3 separate regions of the Macaca mulatta genome follow, and regions 2 and 3 are each linked to region 1. Evidence: chromatin contacts called from public Hi-C data. All regions are on one chromosome and are shown on one strand. The core of a region is the stretch at or near the end of the contact, and the rest is flanking DNA. Distances in the headings are between cores, read along the strand shown. Region 1 holds the start of VIPAS39 (VPS33B interacting protein, apical-basolateral polarity regulator, spe-39 homolog). Region 2 holds the start of SLIRP (SRA stem-loop interacting RNA binding protein). Region 3 holds the start of GSTZ1 (glutathione S-transferase zeta 1).

Region 1 (2,547 bases), core at 21-2,520:
AACACTCAGTAGTAACTTTTATTATTAATACATCATCATAGTACCTTGGGAAAAGCTAAAAAAGAAAATATTTTTTAGCAATCCTAAAAATTAAAAAAAATACAAAAATTCTGAGTGGCCACAAATGCTGAAGATGTGCACAGAACATATAAATGTCTCTGGCACACATGTCAGTTCATAAATCTGTCATTCATTTGATCCTCAGAACAATCTTGTAAGGTAGGCCTGGGAAATTCCATTTCCATGTTACTCACGGGGAAAGGGAGGCACAAAAGAGTTCAGTATCAAAGCCACCTTGTTACGTGCTATTTCAAATTACAATCCAGGCTTTCTGGCTTCTAGACCATTTCTAGTGTCCTGCATGGTCCTTCTATCTATTTTTCACTCTCTGGAAAACTAGAGATCATTCCTTCACTATAGTAGTTATCTACAAATAGACATAGAATATGTCTAACAAACACAATAACCTGCCAGAGGATTTCTGGAAATCTTTTAAACCATGCAATGGCAGTAGACACCTGCCATCAATTTGTATTTATAACGCCAAATGAGAAGCTAGGTTTACTTGACAAGTATAGATAATGATCTAATAGCTCCAGAGTTATAAGTAATCAGGTACAATCTTAAGAGTGACAGGTGCTTCAACATGATTTAAAACACTTCAGAGGTTTATCTTTGTCGTCTCCTGTTTACTGACAGACCACAAGGCAGGGTGAGGGATCTCAGGGGAGAACAGGAACTTTACAAAAGAAAACAGAAGGATCAGCAAGAAAACCACAACATCCTCCCTGCCTCAGAAAACTCCAAAAACCAGCTTCTGAGAAAGTCAGACTTGGTTTCAATTATCTTCCGAGCCAGGAAGATACAGGTGAGGCTTGTGAACTGAGACCAGGGAACATGAGTTAAGCTAGGATGACTCTACGGGTGAACGTCCAGGAAGCCATGGATCTACCGCAGTCGTCAGAGCCCAGCGGATCCCTGGCAGAGTTAAATGCTCTTTCTGAACCAAATGTCCGCTTCCGAACCAATCGTTGGTGCTTACTCGCAGCCCCATTCCCAAGCGTACTCCAGCGCCCAAGGGTCGCCCTGACTGAAAGAAGAGAATCAGGCCTGTGGTCGTAGGATGTAGGGATGCCTCCTAGAAGAGGGGAAAAGATCAAGATGCGGAGAGGCTGGACTCAGCCAGATAAGCGACCCAAGGGGCTTGGGACACCCTCACCTCTTACGCACAGAGCCCTCCCTCTCAGGACTGCGTCAGCCTCCGCCGCCGCTGGAACAGCCTCTCTTTTCAGGCTGTGCAGCTTAGAGAAGGGGGCAGAAAGGAATAATCGCGGGGCGGGGAGAAAACGCGAATAAAGAGGCCGCAGGGCATGCTGGAAGTTGTAGTTTCTTCTGCCTCTGCTGTCAGGCGCCGTCCCGATGAACCACAAGGCTTCTTGACTACAGCCCCCAGAAACCCCACGAACTGTGCTAGGTCATTTCCTCTCCCTTCAGGGCGACCTTCCGCGGTTATGCAGCGGGTCACGTAAGAAGACTACAAGTCCCATGAGGCTCAGCAAGGCCGATTTAGGGTCCAGGGAAACAATGAGACGTGTTCTTTGTTTTCCTATGGGTGAGGAATGGTTGTATGAGCAGTTGGGTTTCGGGACCCTTTTTTGGGAGAACCTGAGGGAGTCCGAAGGAACACTAAATCAGATGGAACCCACGGTGCGGCGAGTTGGGACGGAAGTAGCCGGTGGAAGTGGGGAGGAGCCGGAAGTTAAGAAGGGGAGGGGGTGGAGGGAAAAGCAAGCCAGGAGGTGCTTGCGGCCGCTTCTAGTAGTTTCCAGGCGCTGCCGGGCGGCTGGCACTAAGCGGTCCTGAGGCTGTGGCTGCGGCAGCTCCGGAGCTGGTGGCGCCGCGATAGGAGAGCCGATGGCCAAGTGGGGTGAGGGAGACCCACGCTGGATCGTGGAGGAGCGGGCGGACGCCACCAACGTCAACAACTGGCACTGGTGAGGGCCAGCAAAGCAGGCCGGCCTTGGGAGACCTGCGGCCGGGCCAGGGTTCCAGGGTTCCTGGAACCTCGGACCGGACAGAGCTGGGGCTGAAGTAACCCTGTCCGGAGATGGGGGCGGGTCCTTCCTGTGGCAGGGGTCCGTAGCCCCAGGCCTCTCCACTCCCCGGCCACCTTCTCAGTGCTTGAGGGGAGGGAGATGGACGTGGAGGGCAGCGCCCCAGAGGAGGGTTGTCAGAGAGACTGGGAGATAACGCCCTGGCTGCTGCATCCAGCCCGAGCAGAGAGGTGCTTACTACACGTGGCCAGAGGAGTCACTGAGACTGGAACCTCTTTTGATTGTGTTGGGAGACAGCTGTGAAAGGCCTAAGGCCAGGGGTCTGTAATTCCTGTTTTGCGGCTTGCAGTAAAATTAAAAGTCATTCATAGGGGACCGCTGCAGCAGTCCCGCGGGAGATTGAGAACGTGTTGTGCAGGTGCTCAGAGCTCAGATAGCTGCGGCCTCTCACCCGGAACTGTCAGGTCAGGTGTGTTGGAACTCCAGGTTGCCG
Region 2 (2,547 bases), core at 33-2,532, 250 kb after region 1:
AAGGTGCTGAAAAGCTGAGCTCAAGTATGCAATCATTAATACTTAATACTGTAGCATCCCAATTTTATCAGAGCTGTTAGGAAGCTTGGAAAGGATGCCTCATCTAGACATCTGTGGACAACACCAAGAGCAAATTAAGGGGCTGCATATCCTCAACGTTAAAGTGGATTGTAAAGAAAGAAAATGTATACTGAACTACAGTTTTGGTTCCCAGTTTTCCCTCTTGTCCATTATGTTCCCTTAAAAAATTTTTTTTAAAAAAATCTATTTACTTGAGACCAGGTTAGGAGACTGCCTAATTTTTTGTATTTTTGGTGGAGCCGGGGTTTTGCCATGCCCAGGCTGGTCTCGAACCCCTGGGTTCAAGCGATCCACCCGCCATAGCCTCCAAAGTGCTGGGATTACAGGCATGAGACACCGCTCCCGGCCTGTGTTCCCTTTCTTAATCTCCATGGGGGAAAAGTAGAGAGAAATAACGATGCCTGTATTCCATATATACTTGTTTGCCATTTATTTTCAACACGGAGGGATTATCAGAATCCTTCAATGACCTCCTTCTAAAAGGCTCAGAGAAGAAGAGAGGGACTAGTTTTACCCACAGCGGCTTAACAAACAGCGCCGCATCTGTCAGTTCTGGGATTCCTCGGGAGTCATTTTTTCAAGCTGCAGAACGCTACCCTACCGTCTACGAAGACTTTCTATGGGGTTTTACAAAAACCCAAACAGAAATGTGAGGAGACAGTTACAGTGAGAAATAAACACGGATTACCAGGCTCTTCTGACCGAGTCCCCCCTGCCAGGAATGCCCGCCTAAAGAAACGAGCATCTCAACGCGTTATTGCTAGTGTGACAGTGGGGAGTTCGACTCTGCTGCCAAAGGAGGACAGGAATCGTTCAACAACAACCGGTCTGGAGGTGAAAAGAAGCGAGGAAGACACGGAAGTCCCTCCAAGAAGCGGCGCAAAGCGATGGAGAGACGCGTGCCGCTCCTCTCTCTCTACCTTTTGGGCACCAGGACCCGTGCCACGGGCTTCATGGGCCGCCGAGAAGTCGATGACCCCTTCCAGGTCTGCGGTCCCGGGCCGGCTCTGACGGTAGAAGCGGAAAAGTTTCCGAAAGGCATCCTCCCCGGGCTCAGTCGCCAGAGTCGCTACAGAGCCCACGGCCGCTGCCATCTTCCCCATCTCGCGGCCTGTACTCTCTGATCCGGAAGCAGATTTTCTCGTGTTCCGGATCCGGAAATTTTTTCCCGGGCCGCGGCCTCGCTTCAAGGAGGTCCTTTAGTCTAAAGATGGCGGCCTCAGCAGCGAGAGGTGCTGTGGCGCTGCGTAGAAATATCGATCGGCCGGTTGCTTTTGTGAGAAAAATTCCTTGGACTGCGGCGTCGAGTGAGTGATGGAGATGTGGGAGTAGCGGAATTTTTAGGTCCAAGCGATCCTCAAAGCTTCTGCTTTTTGCAGGGTACTTAAGTCAGCGTGGTGACTGAATTAGGAGACTGCTCCTGAGCATGCAAGTGAGCAGAAAGAAATTTTGTTTGCAGTTAACCGTTTAGGGATGGCCTTTGAGCTTTTGGGGTCACGAATGCACCAGCTCTTGCCTTTAGGAGTGATTTGGTGTAAAGATTTATTACTTGGTAACCAAGATTTACAATTTAGAAGGGATAATTTTGACTGTAGTGTGGAGGATGGATTCAAGGTGGCAAGATTGTAGGCTTGGAGAGGAGCTAAAAAGCAGTATCATTAATTTACTTAAAAGGTGAGGACCTGAATTAGGGCGATGGTAGAAGGATGGTGGTCAGATCCAGTCACGTTTTAAAAGCAAATTAGATGCCGTTTCGTGATGGCTTAAATGGGAAAGTGTACGGAATAAAGGAAAGGGAGGAATGATTTCTGGGTTTTTAGCATTGGTGAATTGCTCGTTTAGAAGCTAGGAGCAGGCCAAGAGAAGGTGAGTAAAGTTTGAATGTGTTGAGTTTGAGAAACTTGTGAAGTTTCTGTCAGGCAATTGAACAGAAGTTGTATATCATTGTGGCTGAGAAGTGGACTCCGAAACTAGACCGTTGAGGTTAGAATTCCAGCTTGGCCATTTAATCGTTGTATCACCTGAATAACTGAAGTTAGTATGGGAAAATGACTCACAACTGGGCCTCAGTTTACTCATTGATAAAATGTAGTCAATAATACCCAGCTCATAGGATTGTTGAGAGGATTGAGTTTATATGCAAACTTCTTAGACATGCGTTAGATACAGTGTAAGTACTCAGCAAATGATAGTTATTTTCACGATAACTAAAATTGAAACTTACAGGAGAGGCCTAGTCTTGAGATAAAGGTTGGAATAATTAGTTCTGAAATCTTTCACCACCTTCAATTTTTGTCAGTTGCAGTTTTGAGATGAGGTTTTTATATTTGCTTACCAACATATAAACATTCGTGGTCACTTTTTTTGTATTCATGTTTCAGGTCAGCCCCTTTAAACAAAATGGAGCAAGATTTAGTTTCTTTTTAGTTTTTGTGGCTCAGACGTGAGTAGTAGAATGGGAAATAG
Region 3 (2,547 bases), core at 29-2,528, 150 kb before region 1:
GAGAATGGCATGAACTCGGGAGGCAGAGCTTGCAGTGAGCCGAGATCGCGCCACTGTACTCCAGCCTGGCCGACAGAGCAAGACTCCGTCTCAAAAAAAAAAAAAAAGAAAAAGAAAAAAAGAGTTCCATTTCTGACACCCAGTATCTGGATAGTACAAGCTTAAACCTTTAAGAAAATAAATCTCTTCTCACAGGAAGAGTTCTGCCTCTTAAAATCCTTTTGTCACCATACCTGAACACCCAAACTGTCCTTGCCCTATAAGATAAAGGTACAGTTAGGTATTTTCCCCTCTGTTGATGCCTGAAAATCCTGCAGATATCGGAACTCAGGCCTTAGAAAATTCTGTACCCAAGAATTTGCAATTCTCTTTGGAAAGTTGAAAGCACCTTTAAAAGCCACAATTTGCAAGCCAGGTGATGCACTGTAACATAACGCGGAAGACATGAGGGCTGCTTCCTCAGATCCTAACAATCCCATTGCCCCACTACCAGAGCAAAACGATCCCCCTCCCAGAGAATGCACCTCGCCAGAGGCCAACCCACCCGGTACCTCAAGTTCCCCTCCACCACGGCCCCGCCCCTCCTCCTGTAGATCCCGCCTCCTCCGTACCCTCGGGCCAATCAGAGGGCGGCGTCCCCTCGCGGTTGCCATGGTGGCCACCGAGTCCCTCCCATCACTCACCAGATGTGCCGCGGCTCGGCCAGGCGGTGGAAACGGGTGGCGAAGGACAGCAGCGTCACCAAGGCCAGCAGGGCCCACCGGCCGGCCGCCTCGAAGCGCTGTGAGCCCCGGGCAGGCCGTTTGGGGCTTCGCGCCGCAGCCTCGGTGGCCACGTCCCGGCCTGCGGCCCTAGCAGCCTGGGGCCCACAGCGGCCCCTCCGGGGACGCAGTTCGGACTCCGCCAGGCCTCCGCCCGTGGCCGGCGGCATCTTCCCCCTCCTCCGGCTCGCCCACCGGCCCAGAGGCACACTCTGACCAGCCGCCCCGCCAGGGAGTCACAGGAGGGCAGCTCGGGGTACCCCGGGAAATGCAACTCCCTTCCACGGCAGCGGAGTGCGGGGCCCCGGGCTCGGGGCGGGGCGGGCAGCGTGGTGGCGGCCCGGGCCGCTAGGAGGCGGCAGGAGGCGCAGAGCATGTCGGGACCGGGAGGGCCGGCCGGCCCGAGGGGGGACTGTGCAGGAGGGGTCGGGCTCAGGGAACTGCAACTCCCAGCAGCCCCCGGGTACGGGGCGTGGCAGGAGGGCTGGGCGTGCCAGAGGCGACCGGAAGGATCATTGTAGTCCATCCAGACCCTCGCTTTACCCGGACGAAAGCTACGGGCCTGACTCGTCGAGTTTCACTGGCGAGTCCCAGGCGCGAAGTTTCTCGGCCTAGAGGAGGGGTCGCGCGAAGTGCCACATGCAGGCGGGGAAGGTCTGTGCCGCGCACCCGGGTGGAGGGAAACTGGTTAGACACTTGGAGACCCTGGGGGTCGGGGTCAGAGGTGAGCTGCTCCGCCCGCCCAGCAGACAAAGACTCCCGGCGTGCCGTGCGTTGCGCCGGGCACGCTCTGCGCCTGCGTGCTGCACGCTGCCCGCTGGGTCTCGAATTCCCCGGAGGGTTGGGCTGGGGGAGGAGGCGGTCCTGGTGGGGAGTTCGTAGCCAGGTGGAGTCGCTGTCCGGACGCGCTTCATTTCTGCCCCGCCCTCCCTGCTCCCCTTAACAGACCCCTCCACTAGGGCTTCCAAACGTCGCCCCAAGCTTCCCAGTTTCTCGCAGCCCTTCATGCTCCTCTCTTGGCCCTAGCAGGAGATGGCCTTCCAGTAATGTTTGTATTGTAAGAGTCCCTGGGCAGGGCGCGGTGGCTCACGCCTGTAATCCCAGCACTTTGGGAGGCCGAGGCGTGCGGATCACAAGGCCAGGAGATCGAGACCACCCTGGCTAACACGGTGAAACCCCCGTCTCTACTAAAAATACAAAAATTAGTCGGGCATGGTGGCGGGCGGCTGTAGTACCAGCTACTCGGGAGGCTGATGCAGGAGAATGGCGTGAACCCGGGAGGCGGAGCTTACAATGAGCCAAGATCGGCCAGTGCACTCCAGCCTGGGCAACAGAGCGAGACTCCGTCTCAAAAAAAAAAAAAAAGTCCCCGAGCGAGGAGAGGCAGTCATGACAATCACCTGGGGAGCTTCACGGCTTTCACATGTTCTTCCCCGGGGGCCGCTCCAAAGCCACTCTTCATCTCTGGTGGAACGGGCCCAAGAATCTGCATGTTTTTGTAAGCGGTCCTGATGGGTCTTAACGCGCCGTAAAGTTTGAGAACCACTTTTATGGCACTAAGGAAGGTGGCACGTTAGATGGGACTTTGTGTCACGTTAATAAGGTATAGTCCTCCCTCTTCCAAATGGGATTTTAGGAGTCTTTTTCTCAAATCATGTGTAAGACATGGTTTAAAAATAAAATCTGCTAAAGTAATCAGAATGCATATTTGAATTGGAAACAGAAGTCTTCCAGGAGTGCTGATGAGATGGATACTTGGGCTTAAAATTTAGTTCTACAAGTGCAG

The links. Hi-C and Micro-C count contacts between places; a contact is called where the count stands out from the background.
Region 2: a contact with region 1 is called in a Hi-C map of fetal cortical plate, with 2.1 times the contacts expected there. The contact joins the promoter of SLIRP here to the promoter of VIPAS39 in region 1. A contact is called at or near these places in 2 of 14 Hi-C or Micro-C datasets (fetal cortex germinal zone and fetal cortical plate).
Region 3: a Hi-C map of blood shows a contact between it and region 1, with 8 times the contacts expected there. The contact joins the promoter of GSTZ1 here to the promoter of VIPAS39 in region 1. A contact is called at or near these places in 4 of 14 Hi-C or Micro-C datasets (blood, cortical neurons, fetal cortical plate and 1 more).

The regions. Positions count from the first base shown.
Region 1 is chr7:150,676,354-150,678,900 of T2T-MMU8v2.0, forward strand. It overlaps VIPAS39 (VPS33B interacting protein, apical-basolateral polarity regulator, spe-39 homolog), which reads right to left and starts at 1,271. Exons shown (of 20, transcript NM_001260519.2): 1 at 1,220-1,271. It overlaps AHSA1 (activator of HSP90 ATPase activity 1), which reads left to right and starts at 1,772. Exons shown (of 9, transcript NM_001266884.1): 1 at 1,772-1,994. The coding sequence starts at 1,915.
Region 2 is chr7:150,928,413-150,930,959 of T2T-MMU8v2.0, forward strand. It overlaps SLIRP (SRA stem-loop interacting RNA binding protein), which reads left to right and starts at 1,283. Exons shown (of 4, transcript XM_015144260.3): 1 at 1,283-1,388. The coding sequence starts at 1,292. It overlaps ALKBH1 (alkB homolog 1, histone H2A dioxygenase), which reads right to left. Exons shown (of 7, transcript XM_077941561.1): 2 at 1,002-1,194. The coding sequence starts at 1,184.
Region 3 is chr7:150,531,197-150,533,743 of T2T-MMU8v2.0, forward strand. It overlaps GSTZ1 (glutathione S-transferase zeta 1), which reads left to right and starts at 1,279. Exons shown (of 10, transcript XM_077941563.1): 1 at 1,279-1,415. It overlaps POMT2 (protein O-mannosyltransferase 2), which reads right to left and starts at 1,026. Exons shown (of 21, transcript NM_001260626.1): 1 at 684-1,026. The coding sequence starts at 931.